Regions from separate parts of the Mus musculus genome. Here region 1 is linked to region 2. The links are chromatin contacts, called in public promoter capture Hi-C maps. All regions are on one chromosome and are shown on one strand. Each heading gives the region's core, a stretch centred on a gene start, on an enhancer-like site or on the middle of the called end of the contact. The rest is flanking DNA. Distances are from core to core; before and after follow the strand shown. Region 1 holds the start of Wdr5 (WD repeat domain 5). Region 2 holds the start of Fbxw5 (F-box and WD-40 domain protein 5).

What was found. Promoter capture Hi-C pulls out the DNA fragments that hold promoters and counts their contacts.
Region 1: a contact with region 2 is called in a promoter capture Hi-C map of pre-B cells, with 2.9 times the contacts expected there. The contact joins the promoter of Wdr5 here to the promoter of Fbxw5 in region 2. A contact is called at or near these places in 2 of 39 promoter capture datasets (liver and pre-B cells).

The regions. Positions count from the first base shown.
Region 1 is chr2:27,513,858-27,517,530 of GRCm38.p6, reverse strand. Wdr5 (WD repeat domain 5) reads right to left here and starts at 2,384. Exons shown (of 14, transcript NM_080848.2): 1 at 2,251-2,384.
Region 2 is chr2:25,499,328-25,502,795 of GRCm38.p6, reverse strand. Fbxw5 (F-box and WD-40 domain protein 5) reads right to left here and starts at 2,046. Exons shown (of 9, transcript NM_013908.5): 1 at 1,910-2,046; 2 at 645-860; 3 at 238-395. The coding sequence starts at 837. It overlaps C8g (complement component 8, gamma polypeptide), which reads left to right and starts at 2,290. Exons shown (of 7, transcript NM_027062.2): 1 at 2,290-2,702; 2 at 2,821-2,957; 3 at 3,137-3,207; 4 at 3,291-3,398. The coding sequence starts at 2,565.

The sequences.
Region 1 (3,673 bases), core at 1,135-3,634, 2.0 Mb before region 2:
CCAAATAATTTGACGAAACACAGTGGCCTCACCTCCTCAGTGGCTCCCTGTGACCTCATAAACTGCAACATGCCTTTAACAATACCTAGAGCTTACAGAGCACAGGGACTCAGTGCACAAAGTACTACCGAAAGCGCTCCAAGAATAAAACAGAGTAGTCACTGCCCCCATGTGAAAGAAACCTCTGGGGGAGCAGCACAAACAACAGCAGATAAGCTGCAGGTCTGAGGGAAAGTAGTTATTCCAGTCAGCTGGACAGACTCAGCCTGAACATGTATGCAACTGCAACAGTTTACTGCAGTTTACAGGAGGGCCCATCACCTGCACGCATCCAGAAAAGCACACCACCTGACTGGGAAATGAGCTAGTACTCCTCTAACGGAGAGCTACTGAGACATTCCTCAGCCATCAATGTAAGGAGCAATCATAATGTAAAGTCTGGCTTTGAGGTTAAACCTGAAACCTCACATGGACCCCCACATAAGACTAAGATGAAAGGACACCAAAAGAGAACAATGCCTCAAAGTCTTCAATCCTAGAGGAAAGAACAGGAACACCATGCACCACACAGGTGCAGCCAAGCTGTTTTACCTGCAGCCATCTCCATCAAGGTCAAATCCGCTGTAGCTCAAGCCCAGGTGCAAGGATCAGACTAGGGTAGGTCCCAGGGGCCTCTCCACAAACAAAGCTCTTGTGCCCAGGAAATACCAGCTGCTTGGTGCTTTTAGCTTTTTGGAGACAGGGTCTTGCTATGCACTGGTATTAAAAAACCAGTCTCAAGCTTGGTATGGTTGGTGTAACAGGCATAAATCAACTACCAGGCCTGACCTGGTGCTTATTCTTAATGCAACTATGGCCATGAGTTCCCATAGCAACCACTTTTGTGGACCATACAGGTAGCAACAGGAGCTGAGACTTAAGTAATGAAAAGGGCTAGAAAGTCTCTTTCAACCAGCATCTCATCTCCCTACTCCAGTGAAATGAAAGGCCAACAGTGTAGGGCAGATCTATCTCCAGTGTGGGAAGTCTCTAGGAACTAAGCTTCTTTTAGCATATAAAGAGATTCACCTAACAGCAGGTGGATGACCTTGCCAACAAGCACACCACCACCCAGCCCTGCCCATCACATCGTTAATAAGCTGGGTCTTTCAGGAAGACAAATATTAACATCTGAAGACACTAGTTGTAGCACCACCCACTTTAATTCCAGCTCTAAGGATGAAGAGCTCTAAGGATGTGGGCCCCAAACAACCAACCAAAAAACAAAAACAAAAACGGGGAAGAAAGAAAGAAAGAAAGAAAGAAAGAAAGAAAGAATATCAACATTAGCCAATCTGCCTCACAGCATTCAGGAGGCTCAGGAATTCAAAGCAGTTAAATGTGAGGCTAGCATCAACCTGAAACCGGCTCAAAGGAGACCACCACTTTCCAATTCCACAGGGTAGAGTCCAAGACAGAGCACTCAGGAAAGCAGGACTTGGGGAGGGCAGGTCTGGGAGGAAGCTGGGTTAAGCAGGATCCTCAGCAGGTGGTTTGGAGCTGGCCTCCACTGCCCACAAAGGAGGTAGGTAACCGGCAGCCGCAGCCGGGGCTTTACACTAGAGTGAGCCTGACTATGGAAGGGCAGCAGCCATCAGTCTCCCTCCAGTCAAATGTAGACTCCTGGTTTCCACCCTAGTACACAAGTATGGGAAGACAGAATGGTTCAGTCACTCAGGTGAGTGCAGTAGGTAACCCAACAAAGAACTCCAACCCATCCTCTCTGGGCTCCTAGATACCTAGGTACTAGTAGCCTTGGCTTCACACCACTGTGCGCTCAACTGCCCGGCTGTCCCGGACAATGTTCAGAAACCCTTGACCGGTCAGCCCTAGTCAGGTAGAAACTTGCGCTAGGACACAAATGAGGGTTGTGCCCGCAGCACGAGAGGCGCCAAGTGGCCAAGGAAACCTGCGCGACGCTGGCTGGGTGTCCCCGATGAGACAGAGAATTCCACTCCCAGTGACGCCAGTCTGAGGTGTGAGTCTCGAGAAGCTCGCAGGACTAAGGGTCTAGGGGCGTAGCAGGGGCCGCAGTGGAAGTAGCGGGCCGTGGCGGCCACAAGGGGCGGCGGGGTCGGGGCGCGGCCGCAAATGCGGCGTCCGGCCCGGCCCGAGGCCCTCGGAACACGTGCGGCGCTGTGGAGCCCGGAGCCCGAGGGCCCTCGTGGCCGCCGCTCGCCTCGCGCCCGCGGGACCGGGTTTCTCGCTTACCTGCCGGGGCCGCGGCGGCGGGGCCGGGCGCTCTGGCGTCGCGTCGGCTAGCCCTACGCGCGAGAGCAGACGATCTGCTGGACTAGGCGGCAGCGGCGCGGGAGGCGGGAGGGATTGCGCGTGCGCGAGGGGCGGGACAACGGGCGGCGACGAGGGTCAGAAAAACTAGAGGAGGCGGAGCGCCTTAAAGGGGCCGTCTGTGGTTCTCGCTTCCTATTTGACCGCTACTGGTGTTCGGTAACTGCAGACTGGAGCACTCTAGAATTAAAGATGGGTGAGAACGTGCTTAGGTGCCTCTCCTGTTATTCTAGGCTGTGTAGCCAAGCTAACAGTTACAATTTGCCTGTGCTGGCCCGTGCCTGCCCAGGACTGTTGGGAAACCTCTTGGTGCCACTGGTGGATGTCCACGAGGTCCGGAAGTCCGGAGCTCCTGCGGCCTCCCCAGCCTACCGCAAGGCGGGGGGCTTCCTGCCGCTGCAAACCACAGCTCAAATTGAACATACTTGCCTCTCTTCTACAGGGCCATAAGGAGGCTACGCTGTACCACCACCACCACCCCACACAGACACACTCCGAAAAAGGTCTTAGGAGCTACCGCTGCAGGGAGAGATCTACAGTAGTGTCCAGGGAAGGCAGGGCACTACTGTAGAGAAGGAAGCCTGCACGCTGACAAGAGAGGAGCTACCTGACTTAGAAGACAAACAAGAAAGAATGTGGACAGGAAAGGCAAGTGTCCCTAACACAGGGGCTCCAAGTCCTCCAGCTATGCATGCATCTGGAACGATGCAGTTGCACCTGAATGTAGGCTCAGGCAGTTCACATTCCAGGCAGCCACAGCATCCACTACAATCTGGCTCCTGTGTGGCTCTGGAGCTCCATTTTAAAGGCTTTATCTCATTTTCACAAGACAGCCCCTAGCAGGCTGGCCGGCCTGCAGTTAGCAAAGTTTTGACAGCCCTCTTTCCTGTTGGACCACCTCTACTCCTGTCACTAACGGGGAAAACACCCAGAGAGGAGGACACAGGGACAGAAGGAGAACCTGGAGCCAGGTCTGCACCTCTCACTTCACTGTCTAACTCACATGGTCTTAGACTCTTGGAGGTGGCTATGACCTGTGCAGCCTCATCTTCCAGTCTGGGAATATCAAATATAACGCGTGGGGAACCTGTGCAGAGGGAGGGACTAAGCAACTGAAGCTTGAGAATGGAGAGTGTGTGGTTGCCATAGCTACAAGAGTGTGAGAAGACTGACATTGGCCTGGAATCTCCTGCTAAAGGCACAGAAACAGTTCAGACGAATCTGTGTGTCTAACAGACCTATGCCAGGAGCCCTGGATGGAGTGGAGCATGGGATGGTAAGAATAACATCTCCGTATCTGCCTAGCTAACCGGACTGGAAACCAAACCTAATCCTCTGCCACCCA
Region 2 (3,468 bases), core at 797-3,296:
TTGAGGGTTCTGGGTCCTCATGGGGCAAGAACCTTGGCCTAGGTCTTTACCACCCACTCTTATGACATCGTACCAATGTAGAGGGCTGACCCTGGGAGCTAGAGATTAGAGCTGTTCTAAGCTTTGGGTCTTGTGTGGTCCAGAGCAGGCCTCCAGGCACTATGTGGCCCTCTCTGCTTCTCTCACCATTGGCTTCTCTTCCCACTGAGTTCTGCTGCATGGGAGAGGCACCCTCACCTTCACCGTGCAGTCCTTGGAGCAGGAGGCAAACTGGTACCCCGAGTGGGAGAAGCTGAGGTGCAGGACCTGGTCAGTGTGCTCCTTCAGTGTCTGCACCTCCACACAGGGTACCATGTCATAGAGCCGCCGGAACTCCTCATACCAGGATGTGGCCGCTGTGGGCAATATAGTGTCACTCCTGCATGCAAGGCTCCCTCACTAGTCAAGATTGAGAGCCGACAGACAGCATGGCTACTGGGAGATGTTTTGTAGGGACTCTGGAACTCACGACTCACTAATTAGGTCTCAGCCACAGGGGGCACCCTTCTGCTCACAGAGACTCCCTCTTCCCCAATATGGCCCGTGTGTCCTTGGGCCATGAGCCCCTGCCCTGAGCCAGCAGGTTTAGGGGTGTGTGTACTGACCTGGGTGGCGGGGCACATCTCGAGCCACCTGGTAGTAGCGGTAGAATTGCTCCTTCCATAAGAACTCATCCCGGGACACAGCCTGCCATTGGCGGCATACCAGCCCAGCAGCCAGCACATCTGCAGGGCCCAAACTCAGGAAGATCTGGTAGACAAGGCTGTCGGGGAGCAGGGGCAGGCCCCCCTCATCCATCGTGACATTCTGCCCAGACGGTCCTGAAACCCACCAGTGGCGGCTCTGAACCCAAGCCTCCTCATCGCCAACCCCAGGGAGAGACTGATAGTCTGGGGTTCCAGACATGGCAGTCCTAGCTAGCCCCACCAACTGCCCACCGGAGAATTCCACTGCACTGAGCATGTGCGGGGGGAGGGGAGGGATGTGTGCATCTCTCTTTGTGTGTACAAGTAGCACTGCCCCACCACAGACCCAACACTTCTTGAAGGACCCAGGCAGTAACGTTGCACCACCTTACATTCTCCAGGACACCAAAGGACTTGCTGGACCAGACAGCAAGCCCCTGAGTACTACTAGGCCAGGTAGAACCTGCGAAGTGGGGGGCAGCCCCACTTTCCAGGTGGGGGCCTTTGATGCCTTCCCCAATGCTACAGGGCACAGGGAGGCAGGTGAGCACAAGACAAGCAAACAGGTCTGGGCTGCTCAAACTGGCAGGTCCAAGGTTTAGCAGCCCACCCTGTCTTTGACCTTGCTGCTATAGGACTTCAGGCCAAGGCTGACTTTCTTCTGAGAAGGGGTTCCTGCTAGCCAGTGGCATATGTCGTTCTGGACTCAGGAGACAGCCTGGCCAGGAGGGTGGTTAAGAGTGATTGGGGTTTCTGAATGTCAGAGGAGACATCAGGGACCACGCTTTGCTGCTTAGCTAGAGTGGGCAGCAGCTCCTTCATTCACCCACTGAACACCGGAGGGTGGATTGGGACGACGTCAACCTGCCAAGGCCATCACTGGCCAGATAAGGCCACCAAAGGCTGTACAAGTGTAGACATTGCAGGAAAAAAATATGGTGACAGTGAACAAAGCCCGTGAAGGTGACAAAAGCCAGTTAAAGTAGGACAAGGCAGAGCGAGGCCCATGACCGGGACCAGGCCCGAGAAAATAAACGAAGGCCACGATCGGGGACAAGGGACACCGAAGGTGGCAGAAGGCTGGTGAATGCAGGACTGGGAGTAATGGGGCACAAGGCTGGTGACTGGGGACAGGGCAGATGACACAGGTGAGTGAGCACGGCGGGGCCAAAGCCGGGACTCACCGCGGTGCCTCTGCCCGCTGCGCTGCGCCCGGCTTCCGCCGCCGCTCTAGTCTCCACCTCCACGTCTTTATGGAGGCGCCAGGCTCGACGCTGAGAGCCCCGAGGCATCGATGGACCGTTCCCCCCCCCCCCCCTTCCCCGTCTTGCGCCTGCGCCTCAGGCTCCGACTAGCAGCCAGCGTTTCTTATGCGCCTGCGCAAACTCTTACTTTCCGAGCGTTCTGACTCACAGAACAGTACTCACTCCTGGCTACCCTAAAGGACGGAGGATTGAGCCAGGCTCAGCTGGGCCGGTTCGAGACTCTGCCTCTGCTCTCTCTGCTGCTGGGCTTTGAACAAGTGACTTTATGAGCACGTTCTTGTTGGTTGTGGAGTTAAAGACAGTTATTGCATGCATAGGGTTGAGCACTGACCACAAGTGGAAATAGGGGTGCAGAGGTCAACTCTTAACTTTGCACTTGGGACACAATGCCCAGCTCCTATCAAGGCTAGGTTCTAGGATGGACCCTGGCTTGGGTTAGGGGTTCAGTAATCGGAAGACAGATGTGGACTTCCTGGACTGTGCTTCCTGTGGCACTGGACAGTGGACTCTGACCTAGGACAGTGCACCCCTCCACCTCGCTGTCCTGTCACCTACTGTCCGTAGCAGGTTGGCCATGCTGTCTCCAGGGGCTGTGTTGTTCTTCACCCTGCTCTTGACAGCCAGTTCGCTGGGCCAAAGGACTCGAAAGCCTATTGGGTCTACCTCCCCCATCAGCACTATCCAGGCCCAGGTCAATTTCAGTGCTCAGAAGGTAAAATCTGGGAGTGAGTGGGGGTAGGTAAAAGAGCAATAAGAACCTGCCTAGCTTGGCGGGATTGGTCCAGGGTGCCCCATTTCCCCAGTCCTGAGCACTCATAGTCAACTTCCAGTTTGCAGGGACATGGCTCCTGGTGGCTGTGGGCTCTTCGTGCCGCTTTCTTCAGGAGCAGGGACACCGAGCTGAGGCCACCACATTGCACGCAGCTCCCCAGGGTGCAGCTATGGCTGTCAGCACCTTCCGAAAGCTGTGAGTCCCAGCAGGACTTCATCCCAGCCCCTGAGCCCATCTTACTCTGCCCTCCTGACTCTAAACCTCATCTCTAGCTCTTCTGTGGCCTAGATAGCTATCCCATATGGCCTCTCCTGGGTTGGGGTTCCTAGAGTCTGGGTGCCTCCTCTTATGACATACCTTCTTCCCCTCCCCAGAGATGGGATATGTTGGCAGGTACGCCAACTCTTTGAGAACACAGGGGTCCCTGGCCGCTTCTTGTTCCAAGGTGAGGCAGGGGCATCAAGGGAGAGGGCTCTGGGCTGGAGGCAGAGGGGAAAGGACTGATGTGCTGTTGTGGTTCTGCCGCAGTCTCACGGGCCCGTGGACCAGTGCATATGGTGGTTGCTGAGACTGACTATCAGAGCTTTGCCATCCTGTACCTGGAACAGGGAAGGAAGCTGTCTGTGAAACTATACGGTGCGGACTAGTCCTGTGATCATACATGGCCTGTGCTTTTCACACATGACCTGTGCTCTGCATCCTCCAG